Linked DNA regions of Bicyclus anynana: region 1 is linked to region 2. A link is a contact called in public Hi-C data. All regions are on one chromosome and are shown on one strand. The core of a region is the stretch at or near the end of the contact, and the rest is flanking DNA. Distances in the headings are between cores, read along the strand shown.

Evidence for each region. Hi-C and Micro-C count contacts between places; a contact is called where the count stands out from the background.
Region 1: a contact with region 2 is called in a Hi-C map of whole larva, with 4 times the contacts expected there. The contact joins the enhancer-like site here to the promoter of LOC112051109 in region 2. A contact is called at or near these places in 2 of 2 Hi-C or Micro-C datasets (whole body and whole larva).

The regions. Positions count from the first base shown.
Region 1 is chr5:18,015,315-18,021,232 of ilBicAnyn1.1, reverse strand. No RefSeq gene overlaps it. Among protein-coding and RNA genes, the nearest start is that of LOC112051359, 40 kb to the right of the region's middle. Within about 2 kb of position 4,417, at least 8 of the 8 cell types and tissues checked have open chromatin away from gene starts, as enhancers often do.
Region 2 is chr5:17,787,169-17,793,102 of ilBicAnyn1.1, reverse strand. It overlaps LOC112051109 (probable DNA replication complex GINS protein PSF2), which reads left to right and starts at 3,530. Exons shown (of 3, transcript XM_024089600.2): 1 at 3,530-3,870; 2 at 4,858-5,128; 3 at 5,788-5,934. The coding sequence starts at 3,626. The coding sequence ends at 5,862.

The DNA of each region.
Region 1 (5,918 bases), core at 3,168-5,667, 230 kb before region 2:
ACAAATAGAACACAGCGAGCGAACATCGGATTTAACACTTCATCAGGCGCGCGCGGGTCACAAAAACCCCCAACGTCGATCTGCCGACCGCTGCCAAAGATTTGACGCCAATGGTAGCGAATCGTAAATTACCATTATCTGCAGACGCACCGTGCTAGTATTTATTATTTATGGGGCACATCGACTCGCCTCGGGCCTGATACGGGGGTGTTTTTCCCCGAGCAGCGCAGGGTTGGGTAGAGGCGGTGATGATCGTAAATAATCGTAAATATCGTGTATGTACGTAATTATTGATTCAGCCCACATTCCTCATTTTGTATGACGGGCCATTGTGCGGTTAATGAACCCTGCTTTTGACGTTGTTTTTAACGTAGGCTTTGTTTTGGTTACTGGCACTGGATTAATGAGTTGCCTCACTGACTCCGTGGTTAGCTAGTTCAGCAATTGGTAATGTGGTCCAGGATTCAATGTCCGAATCATGCAAAAAATCTTAATAACTATTATTATAAGATTGCACACTTGCCCACATTAATATATCCTGTCTAGATGGCCAGCTTCACGACACCCGACCACTAATCACCATTAGATGTTCATTTATAAGCTTTTAGGGTGCGGGTTCACGATGAAGGATTGCTATAAAGCTATTTCTGGTGATCGAGGAATGTTTTTACATATTTTCCCGTAACTGATAATTCCATAGATTCACTGTGTGGGTGCCGCGGCCGGGTACAGAGACAAAATCACGGATTCTCAATAGTAAGCAGAATTTTTAAAGTAAGTCATAATGTTAATATCCTAACCACTCTTATTCTGCGAGGAGACTCGTGCTCAGCAGTGAGCGGAATATGGGTTGTTAATGATGAATAATTTTGTAATCTTATTGTTATTAAGCCCACCAACCGTATACGAAGAGCAGCTTGGTGGGACTATGCTCTTTATCTCCTCTCCTAGAAGAAGAAAAGGCCTGGCCCTGTAGTCAAAATAGTCTGATAATGACCAAGATTATGAAGCTAGAACTACAAATCATCATTATATTTTAAAATGGCCCTCCATAATGCAAGGTCTTTCTTCCATTCTTCTCCAACTAGTAGAAAGGCTGTGCTAGGAGTGGGTACGAAAATAGACCAACGGCGTGAGGATTGAACCACCACCCCTCGGTGATGTGTCCAACCGCTCTTACCGTTGAGCTATTGAGGCTTAAAGCTTGAAAGGCGTAGTTATACCACTGTTGGTCCAATAGAACGGCGCATAACAATTTGTCGTACCAAAAGTCGTACCGAAAGAAGCCGGTCCGCCCAGCGCGGAGTCCAAATTGTCTCGCAATAGATTTATCGGCCGACGTTACATCGCAACAAAGGCAGTGCCTCATCTGCTGACAGCTTTATGATCCTAACAGTTTTTGCTAACAGCCACCCCCGCACTTTATTTATGGCTTAAGTTTTATTAATTAGCCGTTTTCCAAAGATGCGGGTATTCTTGATTTTGTCATATATCTCCGATTGTTGGTTTTTCGCATTGCAATACCAAATTGGTAGGTAGGTATGTAGCTTTATTATCAAACCCATTTGAAATTTCCATTAGAAGGACTAGCTGACCTATTCACTATTTTGTTCTTTATTATCAACGTCATGTCACCTACCTACTGTATGATATCCACCAATAGGCGCCACATGACATTTGCTACGTAGAATCTCAATTTCGTATATCTCATGTAACATATACGGTTAAGGTTAGTGAATTAGGCTGGCAGGTTCTTTTAGGAGCGTAGACCCACCAAACTTTGTCAATGCTGTTTAGCAGGCATAGGGAGATGTTTGATTCTGTTACGATCAGATACTAATGGTAATGATCAGGGCCAAAGGGTTAACGCGCTCTCCGAGTCTCGGAGGTGTAATACCACCAACTTTCTAACCCCTATCAACAGAACAGGGCCTGTGGCCATGTGGCACGTCGATTTTCTTTCTTCAAACGTTAACCCTTCGAAAATTAACAAAATGTATGGGCAACCTGTCGATTGTGAATGTCATTCCCATTCATTTTTTAATTTTCTAAGCGTTAGCGTTTGAAGACAAAGATAATCAACGTGCGAATTGGCTACAGGCACATATCTGAGTCAATTAAAATTTTATATATACTAAAATTGAGTGAACCCTGCAAAAACATGCGTAATGACAAATGGAGACCAAAAAACTATCCTAATAAAAGGTATCAACATAAAATACGTAGATGAATATGTTTATTTAGGGCAAAACATGACGTTCAAAGGACATTATGTTGAAGAAATACAAAGGAGAATCAAAAAAGCTTGGTCTTCTTATTGGTCCATGAAACATATTTTTAAATCAAAAATGGACATAAAACTTAAAAAGAAAGTAATGGATTCGGTAGTGACACCTACGTTACTCTATGGCTGTCAAACCTGGCCGATCACTAGGGAAATAATCAATAAAATACAAGTAACCCAAAGAACAATGGAAAGGAGCATGCTAGGCCTAAAGCTGAAAGATAAAATTAAAAACAAATGTATTCGACGTAAGACAAAAATAATTGACGCGGCAAAACTAGCATGTCTCCTTAAATGGCGTTGGGCAGGCCATATCGCAAGAGTTACGGATGGACGATGGACGGAAAAGCTGCTTCACTGGTACCCACGCGATAAGTGCCGACCGAGAGGCAGACCGCGGCGCCGCTGGCGCGACGACCTCACTGACACGGCGGGTATAAATTGGACTAGACTTGCGAGAGATAAAATTGAATGGAAAAAGATGGAGGAGGCCTATACCCAAAACTGGGTGCTCCAATAACAACATAAAAACACTGACATACTTATAATCGTAAATTATTAAATTGACATCATAATATAATATAGACAAAGAAAATAGAATAAAATACGAGTATTACCAAATTGACGTTAATAATAATTTGATTTTATATTGACATTTGTTTATTGCATATTGACATATTTGTATCATTTGTATTGTAATTTGTATTGTAATTTGTATTATTATGTATTTGTAATTTGTATTTTTGTAATTTGGTTATTGGAATAAAGGCTATTATTATTATTATTATTATTATAAAAAAATTGAATCAAGTCTGGTCTGGTGGTGGCTTGGGCCGTAGCTAGTTACCATCTTATCGCCAAAGAAGTAGGTACTGCCAATCAAAAGCTGTTGAGGGTAGAATAAACTTGAAAATTGGCTCGAGTCATGTTTGTTGGTAGTCATCAGCCGTGACGAATACCGCAAAGTGATCCGGTATACCACGTGGAAACCGTCAGTGGTGTAGTTAGAATAACTTCCAATTAAGCCCGCTTCCATCTTAGATAAGATAGCGCTTGTCATTGAATTAAAAATCTAAACACTTCTTAAATCATTACATTTCAGTTCCTTTCATACAAAACTGTAACATTTCAATCACACGCTCAGAATCTCCGATACGCAACGTTAAAACAGCTACATCTAACAGCTAATTAATTATAGTTCCAAACTTTCAAATAAACAAATTAATCTGTAATGAATCTGATCAATCCGCGTCGTATCAAACAAAACACCAACAGAATAAATCTTTCGACAATTCATTTGCTTCAATTTGTAATGAATCCCGGATATATCAAAGTTTAGTTTTTTTAACAACACACTCAGTGTTTACGTTGGTATAGATATTTGTTTAGTATTTTTTTTATAAGCAATGCTAATAAATAAAATTTTTGCGCACCTATTAACATTGTAATTATTGTTTTTATTAGTAGAGCATTTTTAATGGACGTTGTCCGGAGAAGTATTGCTGCCACCAAGCAGCTTTGCTGTGTTCAGTCTCTAAATAATACCTACCTAATCGACATCAAGCGAGTCGCAGGTATTTGCTGGATGCAGGCGGCTCAGTATCGTGATGTTTGGAAGTCCCTAAAAAAGGCCTATGTCCTGCAGTGGACGTCCATTGGCTGACATGACGATGATGATGATGATGATGATGATGATGTATTGTAGGGCTTACTATACTATTTTGTACCACTACAAAGTACGTAAGTCGTACACTTGCGTTAATTATGACTGTATTATATCCTTGGGGGCAACTTTACTCTACATATCACATTGGCAATATATTATTGACTCTTCGTCTTTTACTTGTTTACAGTTGTAATGGGTAAATAATACCCATAGTACGTAATTTTCTTACTTATTTTAGTTTTTCATAACACCGGGATAAAATACATCTTCAATGTTACTTTTTCTTTTTTAAAAAACTATTAATTATGATAAAAAAATATCTTTATACAATAATTTTATTAAATAAAATAGACGGATTACACGGGATCGTATAAAAACGTCGGCAGGTGATAAATCAGTTGTCGCGCGCTGCCATCTATCTCGCACGAGGCACAACGTGAAAGGTGTAATGCGGGCCGCCGACGGATAGATGGCGTCCTACGCTATGCGCGTGCACAGCAGGTTTGCGCTGATTAGCAAGCTTGTAGTACGGTAACATGTTTTTTTCTCAAAACTTATTATATTGACAATGTATTAATTCGAAGGGTCGAATAAACCCATCTTTAATAAGATCTCGTAAGGAATCTTGGAGATGCCAAAACACGCATTTAAACAGCGTAAAAATAAATAAATAAAAAATAAAATAAAGTTTAAACAGCGTGCTAAACATAAATTCAAAATTCATTTATTTCAATTAGGCTTAGTTTACAAGCACTTTTGAAATGTCAGGATTATGTAATAATTTAATTCAATTCTAATGGTGGTAATAATAGTCGAAAACTTAAAATTAAAGTTACGAGGGTTCCAAATGCGCCTTGGTCCGAGAAAAGCCCACAAAAAACTCAGCCAAGGTTTATTTTTTTTGTTTACCACCATTTAACAAACTTATTTAAAATTAAGCACACATACAAAAAACTACTAAAATTTATAAAAAAAATAATCCCTCCCGCTGCAGGACATTTGAGTGCCCAAGCAACCGGTAGTTAGGGCTCTACAGTAAGGAACCTCCTCATAATACGCGCCGTCTCAAGAATCACTGCCTTCTGTATCCGACTCTTAATCCAACAGTTATGTGAAAGCTTCATATGGTGTTGGTCGAAGCTTTTCGCTATAAGACCATTGACTGAAACAACTATGGGAACAATAATAGTTGACTCAACATTCCACATGGCGGTAATATCATGAGCAAGGCCCAAGTAATTTGATACTTGGATCTTCTACGTTATTAGAAACGTAAAATTTCAAAAGCGCTTACAAACTAAGCCTACTTTCTAAAAGTAATAATGTTGAACTTAATTATAACAAACAATACAATTAATTTTGCACAGTTTTCGAACAATATGTGAGTGATTCTCTTTATTTCTGTTTATAACGTCTTTCATCAATGTTCAACCCGACTGTATACTAGTTAAACAGTGGTAATGGAGCAGATATTTGCTTACGTTGCGAGGTAGCCATAAATCTCGCCGTCAAAACATTGACCTAATCGGATGTGAAGATTACATCGTTAATTGAAAATTTGTTTGTATCTACTCTTCAAACACTTCTTTGGTATTCATACAATATTGTTTTCATCTCACTTGTTTCGAAAAGTTTCTTTTGCTAGGTGAAATCAGCAAGCAAAGTAGTTTTTTCTGCCTCAACAGTCAAAGTACACTAATTCGAATTTAGAACGCGAGGCGAGGACGAGTATGTTAGTTAGGTATATTGTCTATTATTAATTTGACGGCCTCAGTGGCGCAATGGTAAGCGCGATGGATTTACAAGACGGAGGTTCTGGGTTCGATCCCCGATTGAGGTTTTCTTAATTGGTCCAGGTCTGGCTGGAGGGAGGCGCCAAGCGATTAAGCGTTCCGGTACGATATCGTGTAGAAACCGAAGAGGGGGTGGATTTTTATCCTCCTACTAAAAGTTAGCCCGCTTCCATCT
Region 2 (5,934 bases), core at 2,281-4,780:
TCTTTGTATCTGCTTCCTCGTGTGCTGGGCATGACAACTCTTCATCAATCCTTGAGACAACTTTGTTGCAATTATCAACAGTAAAAGAATGACACTTTCTGAAATTGATGTATATTGTTTGTTGCCAATAAATGGCACCACTTCATCAGTAGCCCAATGTGAAATAAAAAAATCAACTAAAGCTTCTTTGAAATTTAAATTTTTCAACTCTTTTGCGAAATCACTTGGTCGAATTTGTTCGGGCCCAGTTATAGAGTATTCCAATAGCGCAGATTCTAACCGTTGGGAATGCACATAATCTTTGATCGATGGAGTAAAATATTGATCAAAAATCACATCAATTCTCGAAGCTTGAAATTGAGTAGCCATTTGCAACAATTTTTTTTAAATATTTCCAAATGTTTATGGAACATTTTTCATTGTATGCAGTAGGAAGAAACCGTCAATTATTATAACATCTATATGATGTGGTTGCTCATGCTGGACCTCTTTCTCTAGACATTTCATCAGAGCAGATTTATCTGTCTTACAAATAGCGCCATCCAAATGTTACCCCGCGCTCGCACCTATAGTGGACTTTTGATGTGTCTGGCAAGATGTAAAAACCACGAAAACTGTCCGGCTATTGAGGTAACATCTTTTTATAAGTCCCCAAGTAACATATATAAAATTTAGCTTTTATACTATAACGAAAGTATAATTATAATTTATTAAAGTTTAGGGGTGTCTGGCAGGGGGTAGCAACTGTCATAAGTGTCCGGCAATGGATGACGAGATTTTTAAAGTTATCCTGAAGGAAATATTAAAAAATTGAGATTTATACTTTAACGAATTTCAAGTACTATTTTATACACCTTTACTACCTGTTACCTGCCCAGGTAACCACAACCCAAACTTTATAGTCGCTGGTCGTTCTTACCTGTATAGGAGACATCTACAGAGAAACTTTCAACTTTTATAAAATAACGAAGGTCTGGCTGTCGTGGGCTCTTGCTCTAATAGGTAAAGTATTTGTGAAAAAATTTCATTGTTAATCTAATTATCTATCTAATGTTTGTTTTATTGTACTCGTAAATTGAGTTTCCATCAATAGCAAAATACCATATTACAAGCACGTCTTTTGATAAGTCAAGTTTATCTGTTATTTTTGTAATGACTATGACTTACAAGCATAATCTGATGAGTAGAATCGCCAAAGCTCACGGCAGTTGCGCTTTTTTTTTTTAAATGATAATTATAATTTACAATATTTTGCAGATCCTTTTTCACTCCTTTACTAGGAAGACGAATCCGATTCCCGATCCAAGATTAAGAGATTTTAAAAGGTTTTAAATTTTTTAAGATTTTTGAGATTTACCTTTTGAATAAAAGGTTTACAACCACTGGAATAAGGTGGCAAAGTTAGCCGGCCGCACGGTATCTTCAAGTATCCAAATCTGTAATTTCTGTAATTTGGCCGCACTTAAGCATTCACTTAGCGCAGTAATTAGCTCCATGGGCCCGCTGATAACAAGTTCCACTCACTTGGGCTAACTGCCGTCGTTAGCGAGATATTACATGTAATAGTTTTATCAGTACTGTAGTACAGGGCATGCAGTTTAAAAACTCCTATCTTAATATAAGGTTTTACAGGGCACGCGGTTTACTATTCGTATTTTAATATTTATTCCTATTTTAGTTTTATACATCGATGGTTATACTTATGTGAAAAGGCTCGAGCTTTTCATCGAGATGTCATGAGTGCGATAGTCCTAAGATAGTGTTAGGACTAGGAGTTAGGATTAGGATGGGAAATTCTTCTAATATTATAAACGCGAAAGTTAATATGGATGTTTGTTATTCTTTAAAACCGCAACTACTGAATAGATTTGGCTGGATTTGGATTAACATAGGCATCATCATTTTTCATCCCGGAAAAATTAATGGTTCCCATGGGATTTGCGAAAAACTGAATTTCACGCGGACGAAGTTGAGGGCGTCCGCTAGTAGGTATTGATCGTATTTTTAAAATATTTATTTTTATAAAGAAATTGTGTCAATTTATCAAGACTATTTTTTCAGGAACATTCAGCATTGGAGAAGTGTGATGAATCTGATCTCCTATCTAATATGGTGCGTAGACTCATTCATTTATGAGAGAGGCTAATTATCCATTCTATTATTTGGAGGGAGGCCATATATCTCTCTTTTAAAGGCCCACTATAGGTAGTGGGCCGTTAAAAGTGGTCATTACAAGAGTTACTTACTTAATGAATCAACTAAGAAACTCCTTTAGAACTAAAACACAAAAATATACAGTGAAAGCGTTTAAACAGCGCGGCGAAGGTCAAAAGTATAGAAATACCTACCTGTCTTTTTTTCTTATGGTATTATTATTCTCTGCATTTCTGTCAACTTGATATTAGCAGTCCTGGCTGAAATTCAGTCAAGAGGACATTATTGTCGCTTTTGGTTCTTAACCCAAGTTAATGAAATTGATACAACTGTAGCTATCCTACAATAAAAATAAGTCTCATGCTGAGATCTCCAGACCCTCTCTGACGGCGGACACAATAAATAACACCCGTCTGACTTGTCAACCAGCCACCCTAATTTACTGCTAGTAATTAGGAGTTTGCACTTTGCCAAAACGATTTGCATCGATCGCCTCAAGTTTCGACCTTCTTATACTGACATTTGTATGTGCCCATCGCTCATTTTAATTGATGTCCATGTATTTTCTTCAATTTTTTATCGGTCAAATTACTTAAGTTAGTCTTAATACCTAATTATGCTACTGTTGATTGGAAGTTGCTACTCCAAAGTCTGTGACTTAAGAGTATGCCTATTTTATAACGCGGGCAATAATGTTATACTTGACTTTTATTTGCTGTTAACTAAGCTGTATTTATTTTTGTACATCTATGGGTAAAACAGTTAAAAGTTATTAATTAGATCGGAACTTTTCTTTTCTCTTACTCGAAACTTAATTTTTCATTAATAACTGCCATCTATCGAATAATTTTAAAACTCGTACGTCTAACTCAGGACGTTTTATAATTTACCTATTAAACTTTTTTATGCTGAATTGCATGCTATAAAAAAGTATTAGCCAACACAGTATTAAGATATATGTTTACACAGTTACATATACATTAAATAAACGAGATTATGATACTTTTATTGTTTTTTCCGATTAGGTACCTTTGAACTATGATTGAATTTTTTTATTTGTATTTTAGAAAGAGCCATCTAGCATATAGTGTGTAAAATAAGTATAAAGACTCAAGCGTCAATTTTAATGTAGTTTTAATAACTCATACTAGATGGCAGTTCTAAAACGTTTTGTTTGATTGTTTCTAACAATAATAATAACGTACGTAATCTAAAAAAAACAGCAATTTTATTATCATAATAAAAATAAATGGATTAATGATTGAAAAAGTTAATTATTTACAATTTTGTAATGACCTCACCACAGAGTAGTAATATATTCTTTGACTTTGACTTTGACATTTGACAGTTAGCACTGCACAGTGCAGTGTGCACTAATTCCCGCGGTTTTTTGTTTTGACAACTTGTTGTTAATTGATTTTAGAAAAAAGAACTTTTTGCTTTTATTTATTTTGTGTATAAACTAACGATAATGGATCCATACGAAATCGAGTTCATAGGAGAGAACAGGATCGTGAGCATAATACCAAATTTTTCATACGACAAGATATATTTGATATGCGGTGAATTCGGGCCGTTTCGAGCTGGTTTACCGATGAATGTGCCCCTCTGGTTAGCTGTGATGCTGAAGCAGAAACAGAAATGTCGCTTGGTCCCGCCAGATTGGATGGATTTGGATGTTTTGGAGAATATCAAAGAGGAAGAAAAGCGATCGAGGTTAGTCTATATATCGATATGACGGTTCTTCTCGACATGACCTGCCTTCCAAACCAGTGGTAGAGACTATCAATAGTTACAACTTGATGTTTCAAAAGTGATTGTAAACTAAGCCTACGTTTTAATTTGAGTTGGATGCATCTACGCATAAGTCAACAATACTACTGTTTACCAACAAATAAAAATTGTTAGTAAACAAATTTTTGTTTGTTGTTAAAAAATAACCCAGCTGAGATATTTTGCTTCATTAACACTATGTTCTGTGCTTTACTATGTGCATGGTTTATGAAAATCTTGATTAAAATTAATTTGAACTTATGTAGCTGTACTGAATACCTAGAGGTCATGGGCATGCACTGCACTATTGTTGTACCTACTCCTATGAACAGAACCATTAAAGACTAGCAGACCTCTTTAATCCAGCCCCAACAGTAGTATCGCTGTAAAAATGGAGTGGAACTTCTACCGTTTTTCCCAACATTTCCCATCAATGCTCTGCTCCTATTGATTGATAGTGTGATTAAACTGACAGTTTAATCACACTACGATCAGTAGGAGTGTGAAGAATAATTGTACCAAGTTTCCTTAAAATCCGTGGAGTAGTTTCTTTATTGAACATACAGACAGACAAAAATTTACTGATTGCATTTTTGGCATCAATATCTCAATAATCACCCCCTGATAGTTATTTTGGAAATATATTTCATGTACAGAATTGACTTCCTACAGATTTATTATTAGTATAGATATGTAGAATATTTTTTAAGTAACAAAACAAGTAATATGAAGTAATATGGAGGAGGCTTACACCCGAAGGGGGAATATACATATAGATTAGTTAGAATAGTTTTAAGATACTGTGTACTACCTAAATGGGAAAAAAAAGCTTTTATTATTATTATTATTTTTATTATGAAACAAGTAATGAAATCAGTTGGTGACTATTTATAATTTTTTTTAAAATTAAAAAATACAATAATATTGCAGGTTCTTTACAAAAATGCCTAATGAGCACTACATGGTTGAAGCAAAGCTAATATTAGGAGCAGCTTCCGAAGACATTCCTCGTGCTGCAGAAATCAAAACTATCATTAAAGATATATGGGATATTCGGATGTCAAAACTGAGGACCTCCATGGACGCTTTGATGAAATCTGGGGGTTCCTATGGTAGACTGGATCACCTGACCATGATGGAGATTAACTCGGTTAAGCCATTACTGCCTGCTGCTATGGATGAGCTTTACAGAATTAAAATGGTAATTTTACTAGCTGACTTATTCACTAGTTTGGTCTTTATTTACAACCAATTAACATAAACATCAATTCAACTGAGAAATGTCATCTAAGTACCTACTGTATGATATCCACAAAGGGTTGTCAATAGGCATTGGATGACATTTGTTACATAGAATCTCAATTTGGTATATGTCAACTAACAAAGTGCCTGGTGGAGTATCTACTCGTGATATATTCTAATATTCTTTATAACAAGTATTATTTCTTTAATTGGATACTTTTGAGTGATTTTTTTTATTTTCACTGACAAGAGCCCAGACAGACAATAACTTTGATTGACAGAGAATAACTTTGATTTCATCTGATGTTAAGTGAAAATGAAATTGAAAAATTTTTCTACTGCACTATCATATTATGAACAAATGATTTTCTGAGAGTGAAAGCAAGAAAAGCTGATTAGTTTTTTTTAAATATATTAGTACAGCCTTCCAATTTACTCCAAAAACTTATATTACAAACACTCTACACAGACTCCATTGACTTCCAGACTTCCATCCATTATTAGGATATTTAAGGCCTCTTAACTTTGAGATTTTGAAACCAATAGCTTGCCTTTTTATTATTACAAGCAGGAAGATAAAAAGGTATCTTAATTAATTTTCAACACTATGAATTTCAGATGACCAGAAAATCAACACCTGCAACTTTGAATACTTCCACCTTCAGCCAATCGGGAAGCTCACAGAACATTTGACTCTGGACTTTAAAAACAGTGAGTCAGATCAACGGTGACCTATATTGCAATAACTTGTGTTACCAGTATTAT